Linked DNA regions of Mus musculus: regions 1 and 2 are each linked to region 3. A link is a contact called in public promoter capture Hi-C data. All regions are on one chromosome and are shown on one strand. Each heading gives the region's core, a stretch centred on a gene start, on an enhancer-like site or on the middle of the called end of the contact. The rest is flanking DNA. Distances are from core to core; before and after follow the strand shown.

Region 1 (2,805 bases), core at 229-2,728, 1.9 Mb after region 3:
TACTAGAAACTGTAGCTCCTGTGCCTTGGGCTGCTGCTTTCACCTCCAAGCCCTGGGTTTCGGGAATGTGCCACTATAGGCGAGTGCCACTATGCTCAGAACGCCATCTTGGTTTCCTAGGATATGGAAAGAACCACTAGGCATAGAACATTTGTGACTCCTGATACATCAGCTTCTTTTCCCTATGGTTTGTACCAATATATGAGATAACAGTATTTCGTTGCTAACACTGTGTTGCCACTGTTATTATCTAAAGGACTAATAATTATAACAACAAACAATACAGAATAAGTATAAGCTGAGCATTTATTTTTACCATCAGTGACCTTGAATATCTGCATAACTTTCAATAAAGTATATGAATGTCTTTGCCCAATGTAGCTGACTTCCACCCATAACTTCTGTTTGAGTTATATACATGTTAAAACACAACCGAGAAAAAAAAGATATGGGCAGCGTAAAATTTAAATTATGCCCCATGTCTTACCAAAGCAGAGATATAACAAATCCAAGAGAAAGAAAAACGTCAGTCCTCATGTTCATAGCAGCCTTATTTATAATAGCCAGAAGCTGGAAAGAACCCAGGTGCCCCTCAACAGAGGAATGGATACAGAAAATGTGGTACATTTACACAATGGAGTACTACTCAGCTATAAAAAGAATGAATTATGAAATTCCTAGGAAAATGGATGGACCTGGAGGGCATCATCTTGAGTGAGGTAACCCAATCACAAAAGAACTCACACAGTATGTACTCACTGATAAGTGGATATTAGCCCAGAAACTTAGGATACCCAAGATATAAGATACAATTTGCTAAACGCATGAAACTCAAGAAGAACAAAGACCAAAGACACTTTGCCCCTTCTTAGAATTGGGAACAAAACACCCATGGAAGAAGTTACAGAGACAAAGTTTGGAGCTGAGACGAAAGGATGGACCATCTAGAGACTGCCATATCCGGGGACCCAGATGTAGCTGTCTCTTGCGAAGCTATGCCGGGGCCTAGCAAACACAGAAGTGGATGATCACAGTCAGCTATTGGATGGATCACAGGGCCCCCAATGGAGGAGCTAGAGAAAGTAACCAAGGAGCTAAAGGGATCTGCAACCCTATAGGTGGAACAACAATATGAACTAACCAGTACCCCGGAGCTCGTGTCTCTAGCTGCATATATATCAGAAGATGGCCTAGTCGGCCATCAGTGGAAAGAGAGGTCCATTGGTCATACAAACTTAATATGCCTCAGTACAGGGGAATGCCAGGGCCAAGAAGTGGGAGTGGGAGGGTGGGGGAGTGTGCAGAAGTAGGATACTTATTTCTAAATCCCTGCCTTTGTCCTTTTCCCAGTTTTTTCCTAGTATGCCTAAGCCCTCCTCCTCCTCTCTAAGGAAGGACACGACCACTTAACTGTTTACATTAGAATGGACAGGGAGAACTGAGGAGCCCTGTGTTAACTGGCTTCACTCGTGAATGCAAAGTAATTGACCACTACTCTTGACTCTAGGCTAATGCCAGATAAATGACATCTCAATAGCCTAACTCAATCCAAAACTTCGTTTGTTGGATTTTAATGTGCAAGCAGCTTTGTACTCTCTTGGTTTTAAAGCTGTTGTTTAAGGACACACGGTTTTGGATGAACCAAGTATGGCTCCTTCCTTTGGTAAGCACTGCCCTTGATATAAGCTTTGAGCTTTTCAAAGTTTAGCCCTCAGAGGGGTTCTACAAGTTTAGCTCCCATGGAGATACTTACCAGCATGTGTTTCCTATTAAGACATTTGTTGCTTGAAATAAAGTTTCATTGTGTTTCCTGTATAAACCAATTTTACCCAACAAGAATTCAGGGACGCTGAATCTTCCACGTTCTTGAAGTCATGTGACTAGTTACTTTTTAACCCTTCACATACCCTTTAGTTTTTCAGAAATTATTTACTGCAAGATTATTTCAAGAGAAAAAGTTTTTCTTTCTCTATTATTTTTAGAAGAAGAATAATGTGCTTTCCATGATACTTAACAGATAAAATAATAAACAGATAAAATTAATTAACAGATAAAACATGAAAAAGATTAAAAAAATCTTAAAGGAAAATATGTCATATATTTAACTACACTGTCTTCAAAACTTCCTGAGTTTGATTAAATTGCCTCTGCTTTAAATATTCTATTTTGAGATTTAATTATTTCACTGTGGCTAACTATCAATTTCTAAAATCTGTCTGAAACACTTAAACTTGCCCATTGAATACTACAAGCTCTCCACATTCTGTGCTTAGTGGAGAACTAAGTAAGGCTGACAGATGCCAAGAAGAAGCTTGTCAGGGAGTCATAGCAATTTAAGTTCATCACGTGTGAAGCCGAAGCTTGCTTTGCAGAGGGTAAACTGTGCTTTCTAAGTGACAAGCTTGCTGCAGAGTGAAACCCTGTCTCAATGAATGACTGTGTGAAGGAATGTTCCTCTATATTCCAATGTCCATCCAAGGGTAAGATTGCTACAAAAACATTTGGAACAAAACACTCATGAGAACTAAAATCCCAAGTTAATTCATAAAACATCCACAGAGGACTGCATATTCATTAGAAATTTTAAAGTAGATAATAGACTATTTTTAAAAGCTCCCAATGCAGTCATTTTTTCAAATATATATATATATATGCATGTATATATATTTCCCAGAAGTATTTTAAGGAGCAAACCCACATCCTGTACATGTAAGGCAAACATTCTAACAATGTACAAAGCCCCAGCTACCCTACCCCCCTTATTTCCCAGACACCCCAGTCTGGCCTTATGCTGACTGCTTTAAG
Region 2 (2,924 bases), core at 288-2,787, 2.0 Mb after region 3:
TATTCTCAAAATTGGAATTTGCCTGAAGAGGAGTCAATGAAGACAATGGCTTAGGGACCCTTGGATGTAATTCTGTAAGATTATTAAATGACAGATTAAGGATCTTCAAGATGCTCCCAGAGGTTCAAATGTATTATTATCTATGTTAAGATGCTTGTTTCTAATTTACAATAAATTGCTTAACAAGCTAAATGTATCAGGTTTACAATTTCTAAAATAACTCTCAGTTAAAGTCAAATGTTTAAGGTTGTTAATTTTACTAAACCCAATCCTAGTGACATTTATGATCTTTACACGCTTCAGGAGGGAATAATTTACATTAATAGCTCACTGATAAATGCAAAAGGCTGTCATGATTCAAAAAGGTAACTTAAAGACAGTCTCAAGATTTGTAACAACATTTAATGTTACTTTTGTTAAGATATTACTTTCTAGATACAAAAAATGAAGAGAGATAAGACATTGAAAGTCTGAGATCTATGTCCTTAAATTTTTATTGTTCAATAAAAAGAATCTGGGAACAGAACAAGTATACCAACTATGTCTAGGACAGTGGTGAGTTCTCGGTAAGTGTAGACTTTTACACACCACCAATCAATGTCCTTAGAACAAAAGACACCCAGTTAGACCACAAATATAAACTATGAACATCTCATCACCCCTTAGGCGCTAAGCAATTTATACAACTGTTTAAAGATAGAAAATACAAATGGCTTAACTGAACAAAGCCTTTAAGATATTCATACGTGATAGTTACCCAAATAGAATTCTGGAAAAGAATTAAATAATCCAATTTCACTAACATGAAACATTATTCCCAAATCCAGAAAAACTGGACCTTTAGGAAAATTCTAAGGAATGTGAAAGGACTGGGGTAGTCTGTCTTCCATTTAGAGTTGGTAAGAATACAAATAACAATAATGATATTAAAAACAAACAAACGAACAAAAAAAAGAGCAGGTAGCAACCAGAAATAAACACAGGCAAGGAAGAGAAAATAAAAATCCACATGTAACCCAACCTAACTTCTTTTTCCACATCAGAACTGACTCCAAAGACAAAATTTTAAATTGTCAGAAAGGTCTTAAAACAAAAGTATCAAAATACTGAAACTTCAATAGTCCATTTAAAGTAGGATAAGCCAAAACCGCGTGTTAACACATATTATGGGTGACAGTATGAACTGCTAACACAGCTATGAAATCAATTCTTTAGCAAAGATAATTCAAACTCAACAAACTAAAATATGTTTGCTAAGATAAACTTTTAGAACCGACTCTGACACACATAACAAATGACGTGAGGATAACGATTTTTGGATACATGCCCCATAACCTATATGAAGCCTAACATCAAATAATAACTTAGGAAAATACGAACAGAAAAAGCAGGCTGTACTTTTCCACCAGGTTCTTTCGGCTAAACAACTGTACTTAAATAATCTTACCAAGGATACGGGACTCGTATCATCACGTGGCTTTAAGGCTTTGTTTTAACTCTGCAGAGCTCCGTTCTTTAACTCAGTTCCTCTGGGCACTGCTGACCGCCAGCACTCCACCGTTTTTTGAATTTTAAAGCCATGGCTATGCAGGAAACGCCACTCTTCACACTGGTTCCTCTACAGCCAATGTGTAAAACAGGGGTTGCCATGGATACAGGAAACTGAGAGACAGGAAGCAAGTTTATCTGTGCTTCAAAAGTATTGTTGAAAGGAAGTCTCAGGAAAGTATTTTTTTTTTCAGAACGCACTCAGTTTTCCTAATATATACACCTAAGTAATTCCTATAACTTGAAAGAGGATTTTAAAGCCAAATGTCTGAAAACTTGAGGTATTCAAAAATCTAAATAAGAAGTCTCTAGTTATCAACAACACATATTGTCTCTGTGTTTGTGTGTGCGTGCATGCCTGCACGCGTGCGTGAAGGTCAGAATTGACACCAGTGTCCCCCTCTGTTACCCTATAACTTGCTTGTTAAGCTAGGTTCTCACAATCTGAGCTCACAGACAGTTTCTCAGACAGTTGCTACTCCCCAGAGTTAGGACCACAGCTGGATTTTGAAGGTAGGTGTTGAGGATCGGAAGCCAAGTACATTACTGACAGACATTCCCCTGCTCAATATCACAGTCACTAAATCAAAAGCACACTGAAATAGGAGTATATAAAATAAAGTGATCTTTATAAAAACATTTGAGACAGAGTCTCATTATGTAATCATGGCCAGCCTGGAACCCTCTATACATAAAAGCCAGGTTTGCCTTGAACTCATAAGAGACCTGCCTGACTCTGCCTCCTGAGTCTGTAATTAAAGGCATGTACTACCACACCAAGAATTTTTAAGCGCATTGTCCTATTTATTTTCAAATACTTACTGAAGACTTATTGATTTTTAAAAGAACATAAAGTTAGTAAATAATTTAGGATGAACAAAATATTAACACAATATTCTAATATTTTGAATTTTTAAAAATATTTTTTGTTTAGAAAATACTGATTACTATCAATTAATTGAGGAAATTAAGGCCATGCCCTGGGTTGGAAAGTAACATAAACTCCCTTACCAAATTATTAACAGAGTTTATCCCTGGATAAAAAGTTAGGGAGAAGAGACTGGGGAGATGACTGGGTAGGTAAGATGCTTACTATGCAAGCATCAACACTTGAGCTCAGACCACCAGCACCCATGTCAAAAAAGCTGATGTGGTTCCATATACTCAGACCCCAGCATTGGGACGGCAGAGACAGGAGGGGATCCCGAGGTCTGCTGGACAGCATCCTACCTAAATCAGCAAGAGACTCTATCTTGAAAAAAAAGATGAACTCTGGTTTTCAAACACATGTGCAAATGTACACCACACACACACACCAATGTGTTTACATATGACACATGAGGGGGGGGAGGGAGGGAGGGGGGAGGGAGGGAATG
Region 3 (3,085 bases), core at 580-3,079:
GAAGATAGACCCCAGAAGGCTGATCCCTCCTTTGTGTTCTCGAAAACCTCAGGAATGTTCAATGGCCCTTTCTGCTTGTCACTGTGGCATCTAGAGATCTGAAGATCTTGGGCACCATTTTCAATAGAGTTTGATTTGGGCATTGCCAGGCTCAGTTGGCACTAATTCTACCCTCATCAACACTTTCAAGCACTCACAGATGAATGACTGTCTGAGCGTGTCTAGAAAAGCCCAGATAACAGGACAGTCCATCACTTTCTTCCCCCAAATAATCTATTGAGGACAAAATAAGTTGACATAATGTTCTGCCAACTTTGTCCTACTTTGTTTGCTATTGATCTGACATGTGTGTCTAGTTCTCGATTGTAATGAGAAAGTGATGTGATAGTAACTCATGCTAGCTAATTCTCTCTCTCCCTGCCTCCCCCTCCTCTACACACACACACACACTCTCTCTCTCTCTCTCTCTCTCTCTCTCTCTCTCTCTCTCTCACACACACACACACACACACACCCTCACACACGCTCACACACACAATTTATGTTAGGAGTTTAAGTTCTTTCCTATAATATTAAGATTCCATTCATTCTGTACACAAAAGAAAAGAATCAAATTTAAAGTTTCTAAGTTTGCAGTCTTCTAGAGGGAGCATTTCAATGTGAAAACAAGCATAAAGTCTGAACAGAAATAAGCGGGGGGTGGGGGTGGGGGTACAATGTAGGAAAAAGAATCAAGAAAGGCTTGTCTTTGAAAAGTGACCAGACGTCAAGCCATGGTCAAATGGTTCAGGTGCGAGGGAAGGGTGTCTAGAAAGGACACACTGTGTGTAAGCAGAGTAACTCAAGCTCTTCCTTCCGTGCTCGACCCTTCAGTCTGGTTGTGCAGTGTCAGTGTCCGAACCGCTGAGAAGAGCAAGTTGTAAAGCCTAGTTGTATGTAGCACCTACTCAAGCCAACACACAAACACACACACACACACACACAGAGAGAGAGAGAGGGAGAGAGAGAGAGAGAGAGAGAGAGAGAGAGAGAGAGACCCCAGCTGCCCAGTGACTCTAAGTACTCCATTGGTCCAATACCTCAACCTGGGTTCCAAAGAAGCGTCCTTTCCATTCAAATGTACCATATCAACAAATACCTGAAGAGGAATTAAAACCTCCAGTCTTGTTAGTAGAGTTTCCAGCTCATCTCACAAGCAGTGGTCCCTGGGGTAGCCTGGGATATATACAGGGTTCTCATTTGTCTCCAGGGTTCTCTGCAGAAACCATTCAGAAATCTGGCGCCTTGGCACGAGGACCTGAACCCAGCCGGAGCTAGACTTCCCTGATTCCAGCTTTGTGTCTTTCACTGGTCACTTTCCCGGGTCTAGAAGGAGGTTGCCCTGCCCAGCCCTGCCCAGCCCTGCCCTGCCCTGCCCTGCCCTGCCCTGCCCTGCCCTGCCCTGCCTTGCCCTGCCCACCTGAGGCTCCACATGTAGCTGTGCTTGTAGGGGAAGTAGCTGCCCGGCTCGCTGCAGCAGTACTTGAGGTCTGCGAAGCCGCAGCAATAGAGCAGCGCGGCCCCATCGCCGCGCTGCGGGCACTGGAAAGGCTCCACGAAGCTGCGGTTGAGGCTGTAGTAGCCCGAGCACAGGCGGCTGCTCTGGCTCATCGCCGGCGGCCGTGCTCAGGATCCCGAGGTGCGTGCGATGTGTGCTCGGACTGCGCTCGTCCCAAGCCCAGGCAACCCTGGGCGCCTCCTGCGATTTGGGGTCCAAGTGCCTGGCACTCAGCCTCTGAGCCCTCTCCGCTCTACCTCCCGCTGTCCACGAGGTGCCGGAGCTCTCTGCTCTCACCGCTGGGTCTGGTCTCTGAGTGGTCCCTTTCTCTGATGGCCCAGCCCTCTGCCTCTTCTCCCTCTCCGGAACTCCGACTGTTTTCTTTGCTCTCTACGGACTCCCTTCCAGTTTCATTCTCTTCATCACAACCTGTAGCAGTCTTCACATCAGAAGGATCTCTGTAGAGGGAACAGCAGAGGTGGGCTTGGGTGCAGTTTACACAGGTACAGCCAAAGTGTCATGGCACTTTGTTTGCCCAGTGACATGGCAAATGGGGTCTGGCTTGCAAAGGCTTTACCTGGGTGGACTACTAATCCAGGTTGGGGAGCAGGCTAGTAAAAGGGCCTCTGATTAGCTTTAGTGAGAGTACAGGGTGTTCAAAGTCAGGTAACAACATTCTCTTAGAAAAATTAACTGTGGGTGTTTTAAAAAAACATACAGTGGCACCCCCATGTTCACCTAAACTACATGGAAAAGGGAGGAAAGGCAAGAGATGGTGGAAAAGAAAGTGAGAAGCTTCCAGAAAGTGAAGCAGAAAGGGGAAGACTTTCGGTCACTTCTGAAGTGCAGAAACCACTTTTTCCGTTGATTCTCATTTTCCTAAGCGATTTGTCCAGTCTTTTGAAATAACATTAGCGATGTGTCCTTGTTGTAGCAAGTCAAACAATACTGCGGGGGGGGGGGGGAGGATAAGAACAAAAATAACAATAGCTTTCACTGGAAGCTAGTGCCTGCAGAATTTCCAGGGCAGAGCACTGTTCATTTTCTTTTCTTTTTTTTTTTCTTTCCATTTTTTATTAGGTATTTAGCTCATTTACATTTCCAATGCTATACCAAAAGTCCCCCATACCCACCTGTTCATTTTCAAATTCTGCTTCCTTCCTTTGGCCAGGGGCTTGATTGGAAGGCAGACATCATGAACTTGTGTGCTGGATATTTTTCTAGTCTTATAAATATTTCCCAGCCATGCTCTGGGACACAGCTACTTGGAAGCAGTTTGATTCTTTCCAATTTGTTTTTAAACCTTGTTAGGCGGGGCCAGCATGGGCCTGGGGACTACATTTTTCCCTACAGAAACCAATGCTTTCTGAATATTCTACTCCATGCATTCAGAATCGCAGTTTACCAGTGGCAGCAGACCCCACCACCTCCAGATCTGTCGGAACTTTTTACTTGATCTTAGCCAAAAAGCGTAGAAGCAGGAACTTTAAAGACCATTCTCTCTACTCTTTTCAATGTTTCTTTCCCCAGCCTCAGACAGCTTCCTCC

What was found. Promoter capture Hi-C pulls out the DNA fragments that hold promoters and counts their contacts.
Region 1: a contact with region 3 is called in a promoter capture Hi-C map of liver, with 4 times the contacts expected there. The contact joins the enhancer-like site here to the promoter of Shisal2b in region 3. A contact is called at or near these places in 10 of 39 promoter capture datasets (the 3T3-L1 cell line, 3T3-L1-derived adipocytes, cranial neural crest and 5 more) and 1 of 115 datasets of contacts at active chromatin or transcription factors (embryonic stem cells).
Region 2: a promoter capture Hi-C map of hippocampal neurons shows a contact between it and region 3, with 5 times the contacts expected there. The contact joins the promoter of Ipo11-lrrc70 here to the promoter of Shisal2b in region 3. A contact is called at or near these places in 5 of 39 promoter capture datasets (the 3T3-L1 cell line, cranial neural crest, hippocampal neurons and 2 more) and 2 of 115 datasets of contacts at active chromatin or transcription factors (embryonic stem cells and stem cell-derived neural progenitor cells).

Annotation. Positions count from the first base shown.
Region 1 is chr13:106,796,418-106,799,222 of GRCm38.p6, forward strand. All of the region lies in intron 29 of Ipo11 (importin 11), which reads right to left. All of the region lies in intron 3 of Ipo11-lrrc70 (Ipo11-lrrc70 readthrough), which reads right to left. Among named protein-coding and RNA genes, the nearest start is that of Gm24527, 18 kb to the left of the region's middle. Within about 2 kb of position 1,479, at least 2 of the 459 cell types and tissues checked have an H3K27ac peak or open chromatin away from gene starts, as enhancers often do.
Region 2 is chr13:106,834,765-106,837,688 of GRCm38.p6, forward strand. Ipo11-lrrc70 (Ipo11-lrrc70 readthrough) reads right to left here and starts at 1,538. Exons shown (of 4, transcript NR_165805.1): 1 at 1,448-1,538. The region is part of intron 27 of Ipo11 (importin 11); the gene reads right to left. Lrrc70 (leucine rich repeat containing 70) reads right to left here and starts at 1,538. Exons shown (of 2, transcript NM_001378597.1): 1 at 1,448-1,538; 2 at 1-72.
Region 3 is chr13:104,862,064-104,865,148 of GRCm38.p6, forward strand. It overlaps Shisal2b (shisa like 2B), which reads right to left and starts at 1,830. Exons shown (of 3, transcript NM_029984.1): 1 at 1,460-1,830. The coding sequence starts at 1,650.